Regions from separate parts of the Anas platyrhynchos genome. Here region 1 is linked to region 2. The links are chromatin contacts, called in public Hi-C maps. All regions are on one chromosome and are shown on one strand. Each heading gives the region's core, a stretch centred on a gene start, on an enhancer-like site or on the middle of the called end of the contact. The rest is flanking DNA. Distances are from core to core; before and after follow the strand shown. Region 1 holds the start of SORBS2 (sorbin and SH3 domain containing 2). Region 2 has its middle 15 kb from the start of TLR3.

Region 1 (4,411 bases), core at 1,651-4,150, 54 kb before region 2:
CACAGGTTGATCTTATATGTAGGCATACTGCATTTTGGAGACTAGTCCATAGGCTGAGGGTAGGTAACGTTCCCACACCAGCTCTGTCACAGGGTTACTGTGCTCCACAGACCACATGGTTGGTTGATGCTTATCACTGTTTGCTCAAAGCTAGTGATTTTAAACAAACATACCAAACAACTGTTACAGCACTTGATTAAACCTTCTTTAGTCATCCTGTTTGTTCTTGCTATTTGCACCTGCTACTATGATACTACATTTTAGGATTGATCTGCCTGCTTTTGCTTTGTTGGTAACCAGTTTATGATCACAATACATGGTTCCACACGGTCACCTTCTAAAGTCATCTCTCTCAAAAAGTGACTAATGTTAAACCACGACAGCTGGTGATATGTACACCATTGCAGACCAAGAGTCTGACTTTGCATAACACACAGACTTTCAAAATATGTATAATCGTTCATTGGATCGAAATCATCATGGCTCTACTGAATCCTGAAAAACTTCTACACTTCAGCCAGAACTTGATCACATCCTTTCCATTTCTGAATAGTCCATTTTTTCTTCCATCATGTTATTCTCAAGGTCTTCTTGGTAACCTTCTGCTTATTAACACTTTTCAGCTGATTATGAGCTGAAATCACCTATCTTCTATACCCGTTTGCTTTTGACACCAGTGACAGGATTCTACCCCTCCATGCCTTACATCATGTACAATTAGCCCATAGCGGACACACTCTTTACTTAGCTGCTGTTTCTTACCTCCATCTCATTAAAATTCTTCCTCCAAACTATATTCTATTGCAGCACCTCCATGGCCATTACTGAGAGTCACCAATTTGATTTACAAATAGCTCAGAGGGATCAGATGTTGCCAAAGAGACCGTAAGGAAACAGGGAAGCTGGGAATTGATATGAGAAAAAAGACAAAGGGAGAACAGCAGAATGGAAAGAATGCATAACGCTTTTCTCAACAATAATAGAGACTAATAAGATGCATCTATCAGCACCTAACTGGATGTACAGTGTTTACTGATTTGTCTTAGTAAATACTGCCTCACATGCTTTCTAACACCATAAATTCTTCACAGTGAGATATGTCCACCTCGAACTGTAAAATCCTCGACATTCTGCTTACTGCTGTATCTGTAGCTCTCACTGTTATAATAAAAGCTCTCTTTGTTAGAGGGTTACAAACACCTTAAAGGAAATGCTAGCTTGGCTTGTTTATCATTTTCATCATAATTACAGACTCAATCATGAATATTCATGTAGTACCACACTGTAAATACGCATTCCACTTTATAGAACGCAGATGAAAGCAGCTCTCAACAACTTACTGTGTGACCCCTACACATGGGTATAAGAAAGGACTTGGGGTGTGCATTCACCCATTAACAAAATCCTGCAATGATTCAAGGAAGATGAAGCTTTTCTAATGGAGAAAATGCATGGTAGCCATCCATTTATAAACTGCTATTTCCAAATGCGTGTCTTATTTGGGGGGTGGTTGCTGACCATGCTTGTCCAAATACCTTTGCAGGACATATACACAGAAATAACACAGTGGAATTTGGCTCCTAATTACAGAACACTGGTTACTAATTTAACTATAAAGATACCAGACCTCAAATTCCTCACCCCATGTCTTCTCAACTGTCCAAACAGTTCATCTCAGTGTAACTAAAATCCAAATAATTATTAAGATTTAAACCAATTATCATCTCATTTTCTGAAGCCGCATAGTGAATCGGTGTGTTTGGTTCAGTTGTCAGAATAATTTAATGCATTTTGGTATCAGGTAATTCAGAATACATTTGGAAGTTCACAAAATGCTGCCTTTAATATAAAAATTTGTATTGAGGGATTGTAGTTTTATCGACCTGCTTCTAACTATAGCTTTCATCGCTAAAACAGATGTGTTGCAATTAATACCTATTCAAAGCAATTCATTTTGCATTGAAAATCTACAGCATTAGCCTACAGCCCTCATCAGACGGCTTATCCTGTTTCCATCACCGCCTTACATTCATCTTGATGTTTTTATTTGTTGCAGCTTTCGGTAGAAAGCCTGCTGCCGAGGTCGCCCAATAAAAGTTTAAGCGCCTTGTGCTATTAACGTGCTCGTGCTCCATGTGGAGTGCTGGTTTCCTTCCTTTTATTGAACGCCAAACGGAGGGACACAATGGGCGTGTTGTGCTCCGTGCAGCACGGTATGCGCGATATCTTCGGGAGGGAGGTGTGAGCGGGCTGCGATACCGCTGCTCTTAGCAGCACAAGTGCCACCAACTAATCAACCACAGCGCTGGGGCACGCAGCCCACTGAAGGCTGGTGAAGAAAAAGCTGCTTTTTATTATGACCTACATACCGCACGGCAGCAGCCGGACAATTTGAGGCTAGTTACGCTGAGGCTGAGCACAATGCACGAATTCTAGTAATGAAGAACTCATCCAGCTCGGGCTTTACCAATACGTTGGCGAGTTTGACAATGCATTTGAGGCAGGATGCAGAAGCAGCATCCTGACAGCACAAAGCACGGTGGGAAACAAACAAACAAAAAAAAAAAACAACCCACGTTTTAATAGAAAACGCGAGCATATGGCTTTATCCCCTATCGGAGGCATCCTTTTGCATCGCCAAGCGCCCGGCGCATCGCGCTGAGACACCGACCACCGCGGATAAAGCGATCGCACCGACTCCCCCACGGCCCCACAACCCCCCCGGGTCCGAAGCCGCCCTTTAGGGGCCGCGATAGATACCTGCAGCAGCCGGGTCCCCGCGGGAAGCCTGGCTCGGAGGGCGGCTGCACAGCGCGGGGAGGCTGCTCGCCGGCACCACGCACCTGCCGGCTGTGCGGCGGGGAAAGGCGCCCGCTGCTTCTTCCCCCGGAGCTCCGGCTTCTCCCCCGGGAGCGCCTAGCGAGCGGCTGCGGGAGCGCTGCGGGGCAGCCGTGCCTCTACGGGGCGGAGCGCGGCTGGGCAGCCTGACAGCAGGTCCGCAGCGGTGCCGCGCCGCATCCCGCCTCCTGCGAGCGGCCGGCGGCACTCCCCGGCTTGTCAAAATGGCAGCCGCGACGCCCCTTCCTCCCCTCCTCTCCTCTCCTCCTCCTCCTCCTCCCTCGATGAGGTCGGCGCTAATTGCGCGGCGCCCCGCTCCCCGCACGCAAAATGGCTGGGCCCTGCGGCGAGGCGGCCCCGGCTTTACACTGCCATGGCAACGGCCCCGCCACGCCCCCGCCGCCCTGAGGGACCCCAGCGGGGCGAGGGGACAAGGGCTGAGCCGTGGGGAGCTGCTGGTGGGCATCGGCTGCCCTCGCCTCCCATCTCGGGCGCCGGAGGAGGCAGCAGGCACGCAGCGCGCTTCCACCTGAAGTTTTGAGAAATAATGGGGAGCAGTGTGCAAGCATGTTGTACCCCACACGCAAAAAGCGAGTGTTAAGTGGAGGAAGGTTGCTTTCAGCCCCTACCTAATCGCTGGCAGGGCTGGGCTTTCTTTGCACGATAAACCACAGCCTTCCTTGCGAGGTGTGGTACGTATAGGTTATATATATAGGTTATAGGGCCACATGAGGTTTACCAGCTCTGCTGCTCCACCTGTCCACACCAAAGCTCTGCTACCAGGGCCCAAGACACCCACTGGTGTCTCAGTGCTGAGAACTGAGGGCTGCTGTGGCAGGTTTACACACTTCTGTCCCCAGCATCCTTACACTGGTGCCCTTGCACGAGCAGTGGTTTCTCTGACAGTATTACAAGAGGAGAATGGTCTGCAGGGGACTATGACTACCATTTGTTTCACTGGGGAAAAAGGAGGTAAATTATTCAGATTTCTGACATGACAGGGCTGAAACATTCCAACACATTCAAAATCAGTGCTTCAATATTAATTTATTCTTATTTCTTTCTCTTAGCCTTCTTAAAAATAAAGTTAGACATGTCTCAAACTGCAGTTGGTGCTAAGAACCCTGTGCTGGCATGAGACAAAAGGACCTTCAGCTGCCATGACTCAAGCACATACTTTCTGTGCCATGATTACTGTCCAGCAGTACTTTCTGATCAGAAAAGGAAGTCTGCTGGTTTGGCAGCCCGATTCTGAAGCTTTTGGCTAGAAAACATTAAACTACTGAAGTAATTATTTACACACAAAGTAAGTATTAAAACAGAACCAATCTGCATTACAAAAATACCATTTCAACATGATTAGCTCACTAACTTTTTTTTTTTTGTTGTTAATAAACAACATGAAACAGACCGCATACCCAGTCCCTTTCTTCTTAATGCACTGATACAGTCACTGACTCTGTAAGTAATGTTCTTCAGAAAGTGAAAACACAAGTGAGGTTTCCGTCACTTTAATGCACTAACATACTGTGGTTGCAGTCATAGTATTCTTGACAGGCAGGCTGAAGTCTTA
Region 2 (4,466 bases), core at 1,276-3,775:
CAAACAAAAAAAACAAAAAACAAACAAACAAAAAAAAAAACAGGAAAACTTGAAGTAATTTATGTGAAAAATGTGCTGACCAATAAAAAATAATAACAAAAGAAAAAAGTGCAGCCCCATGTACTGCAATCCAAAAGAGCAAAGCGCTGTACGGGCTGCATCAAAGTGGATTCTATTACATGGCTCTCATCAGCAGGCAAACATGGTCATAACCTTGGTAAAAACATCTTTTCTAGACAATTCTAAAGTCAAAAATACTGATTAGCAAGAAAACTGAAGCATTTAAGATGTGTTTTTGATGCAGAGGAAAAAGTGTTTCACACTTTTAACAAGCTAATGTGTTAATTTACTTTAGTTATAAGCTCATTTACAGCATAAGGCTTACTATGATAATTTTTCAAAGAGGACTAATTTAAGGATGCTATGCCTTGAAGTTAAGGATGTGTAGTTTCATCCTTCTTGGCAATCTGGATCTGTAGTTGTTTGTTAAAACAGAGTGTTGGTTGTGGGTAGAGGTGATGGCTGGGGTCTCTCTTCAGCAGGTATCAGGAGCTTGCTGAAGATGACTGCGTGTATTCTAGAGGAGATGAATGCTCCTCATCATTGGCAGGCCAGTGCAGTGAGGCAGCACAGGATGCCTGCTGGGCCTCTTTAATACAGCTGTACAGCCTGCAGTGTCCTGAACTTTTTCCCTTAAGCGTGCTCAGTTGCCCCTTAGAGAAGCACCATTCTTCTTCAAAGGATTCTGCTTTGGTCTGCATAAGGGATATAAACATAATTGCTCACACAGTTATGAAACAAGAAATGAACTCTGCCAAAACAAAAACAAACAACAAGCCATAAAATGTCAAACTCTGAAGTAAGTTACATCTGGATTGCAGTAAAAATTGGTGGCATATCCAACAGGGTCTTCTCTAGTGCTTGTTTGCTCATCTTTTTTACTTAATCTAAATAGCCACCGTTTTGCATTATCTTTCTCATTCAATACCATTGGACTTGATCCAGATGAACACTTCTGCCATAATTTATGTACATTCCTTAAACTAGCATTTAAAAGTAATTTCATATGGATGAGGAATGTAAGTTGATATCTTAATGACTTCCCATGCTTAAAATAATGAATTCAGCATGCTAAGGAGCAATATAATGTGAATAGTGCCACAGATTGTTTCTTGTTGTTTTGTTTGGTTTTTGCTCAGTTTGAGTTAGAAGAACAGGGTGTGTACTTGCACACTAAATAAATGTGTGCAGGGGAAATGCCCAGGTCTGCCCTCCATTCTGTGCACTGTCATAACCATTGTTTCTTATTTCAAAGATAGAAAGCTTGCCTTTTATCTTGGCAAATAAACATTTCTGTGGCTAGATTTCATTATTTACGTTTATCAGACCCCTTATGCTTTTGCATAAATCATTAGGATTAATTTTTAATGTAACCTAGATAAAACAGAATCTCATTGTATATTGTAATAAATTTCATGTTAACTACCAGTTGCATGAATACCTGTATTCACGTGCTATGTGAATATAATGCTGCTTGTCTCACTCTCATCTTTCGTGTTTTCAAAGACAAGTTTGGAGAGGTATGCATGAGAAACCTATTGCTGAGACCTGGGGTAGCAAGTTTCCCATAGCATTCTTAGAATACCAAAGGAAGAAATATGCAAATCACTTCAAACCCAGACACTTTGGGCACAGCTTACAAATTAGTCTTTTCGGCATAAATCCTAGTTCAATAGCTTAATTATTCAACTGTAGTTTTGCACTCCTGCTACAAAAGCAAGGAATTTCAAGCACATTGTTTGTGAGCTGCTTACAAGCCCTCCCCTATGAACCTTGGACCTTTTTCTTAACTGCTGCAAAGCGGGCTGAGAACATACCACAGAGCAGTGCACTGGAAGAGTTTTTAAATGTTAATGAATAATATGATCACTTTATTAGGGAACTTTTCCATGATGTGTTTCCAGGCACTCTAGAGGAATGTATTTGTGCACACAATGTTTTATTTGCTTAAGAGAACAAATAACTTTTTTGATATCCTTTGACCTTCTTTTTTCCCCCTTTTTAAATTTCAAAGCTGTTGATGTAAAACTTCTGTGAAAAGGACAGGATAACTTGCAGAGAACAGTGTTGTAATGTCTACTGTAAGTGTTTTTAAAGAGCCATGATACGTTCTGTATCCAAATGATTAAGGAGATCTTTTCTGTGCAGCGGCGCTAATCATTCCTTCAATTATTTCCCTGAATAGCTTTGAGAGCTCTCATACCTCATATTCCTTCATCTCATGTTCCATGACAGGAATGAAAATTGTCTGTAATTACGTAAAGTGGGCACTACTTCCTATGTGAGTTCATGAGATGTGTAAAAGCATAATCCTATTTGTATCTGGTATCAAAGCTAGGTAATATTCTCACATATGGGGAAGATACAATGGAGCTGTGATTGGAATTTTTCAGGTGATTTCTCCCTAGAACAAGTTGGCAACTTGGAAAACTATGCTGTAAATTAAAACTGCCCATCCAAGCAGCTGTAAATTGCGTGACCAGCACTTACTCAGCAAATAACTTCCTGTGGACCTCACTGACCTTGTCAGTATTGTGAGGAGCATGGCTTCAGATAGAGAGAAATTGCTTTTGAATAGTTGCTCTGAAAATGTACAAGCAGGCGTCTCTGTAACAGGAGGCATGAGGAAAGTCTAAAAACATGAGAAATTATAAAACATAGGAAAAATCTTCATTTTTTTTTGTGTTTGTGGTATTCCTGATTCATAGCTTTCTTGCTTTTTCCTACTTTGCATTTAAGGTTACAGCTCTAAGAATCTTTTTTTTTTTCTTTTTCCTGGAACGATCTCAGCTTGCTTGAAGGGCGAGTCCTTGGATGCCATATTTATGTCAGAGCCATCTGGCTGACATGTTCATTGAATTAACATGCAAAAGTAGTAACATGTTCTTATCCCAAAGTTTTACTTCTGATATAAGGTCAATTTAAAGCCAAGTTCAGGTTTTCTAGGAATCCAAAACATGCTTATGTAATGGTCACAGTTGGCAATACTATTGAAATGTGCTGTTCTATGGATGCAGCAGCCTTCCTTGTATTTGTTTAACTTACAAGTAAAAATTACATATCGAAAAGGCCTTACTTTGAGGCATTTTAGTGTTAAATCCCAGATTCTGTTTTTTTTTTTTTTTTTTTTTTTTTTTTTTTTTTCTGTTAATTATTCATTCTGGCAAAAATAAAATCATCCAGGTCACAAGAGACAGAAATGGTTTGAGCCCAACCCCCCCCCCCCCCCCCCCCCGTTTTTTAAAAGCTTGTATAAACAGCTTGCTTCCCTCATTTTTTGATTTTTGTAATTCATCTTTTACTTGATCTACAAGGTGGACAAGTTACAGAACTGTACTGTGGATCATCTTGTTGTTTGATAACAGTAATTTTATTTGCAATTTATAGGGAAGATAAAGAATATACAAGAATATACACCAACAAGTCCTCCACTAAATACAAGAATATACATCAACTTGCATATATCCAAGTGCTGTAGCAGGTCGCCAACCATTTCCTCATGGATAGTGAGGGCCACATTCTGCTCCCCATCCCCTTCCACTAGTTCAGGGTATTGGGTGTCCAGAGAGCAACTGGTTTTGCCGCTAAAGTCTGAGGCAAAGAAGGCATTAAGCACCTCCACCTTTTCTTCATCTTTTGTAACTAAGTCCCTCCCCGCATCCAGTAAAGGCGGGACATTCTCCTTAGTCCTCCATTTTGCATTAATGTATTGGTAAAACCATTTTTTGTTGTATTTGACGGCAGTCGCCAGATTGAGCTCCAGATGAGCTCTGGCCTTTCTAATTTAGTCCCTGCACTGCCTCGCAACATCCTTATAGTCCTCCTGAGTGGCCCGCCCTCTTTTTCAAAGACTGTAAACTCTTTTTCCTCCTAAGCTCAAGCCACAATTCTCTGTTCAGCCAAGCCTGTCTTCTTCCCTGCCGACTCGTCTTTGGGCACATGGGGACAGACCGCTCCTGCGCCATTAAGTTTTTCTTCCTGAAGAGCGCTCAACCTTCCTGGCCTCCTCTGCCCTTCACAACCTCCTCCCAAGGGACTCTACCAATCAGTGTCCTGAACAGTTCAAAGTTGGCCATCCAATACAGTCCAATACATCCAATACAGTCCAATACAGCGGTTTTACTGGTCCCCTTCCTGGCTTCTCCAAGAATGGAGAACTCTACCATTTCATGGTCACTCTGCCCAAGACAGTTTCCAACCACCACATCTCCCACCAGTCCTTCTCTGTTTGTGAAGAGAAGGTCTAGCGGGGCACCTCCTCTGGTAGGCTCACTAACCAGCTGCGTCAGGAAGCGATCTTCCACTTTCTCCAGAAACTTCCTAGACTGCTTTCTCTGGGCTGTGTTGTGCTTCCAGGATATATCTGGGAAGTTGAAGTCCCCCACGAGAACAAGCACTGATGATTT

What was found. Hi-C and Micro-C count contacts between places; a contact is called where the count stands out from the background.
Region 1: a contact with region 2 is called in a Hi-C map of liver, with 1.9 times the contacts expected there. The contact joins the promoter of SORBS2 here to the enhancer-like site in region 2. A contact is called at or near these places in 2 of 8 Hi-C or Micro-C datasets (liver and skeletal muscle).

The regions. Positions count from the first base shown.
Region 1 is chr4:23,093,272-23,097,682 of IASCAAS_PekinDuck_T2T, reverse strand. It overlaps SORBS2 (sorbin and SH3 domain containing 2), which reads right to left and starts at 2,900. Exons shown (of 28, transcript XM_072037206.1): 1 at 2,761-2,900.
Region 2 is chr4:23,039,065-23,043,530 of IASCAAS_PekinDuck_T2T, reverse strand. No RefSeq gene overlaps it. Among named protein-coding and RNA genes, the nearest start is that of TLR3, 15 kb to the right of the region's middle. Within about 2 kb of position 2,525, at least 1 of the 8 cell types and tissues checked has an H3K27ac peak or open chromatin away from gene starts, as enhancers often do.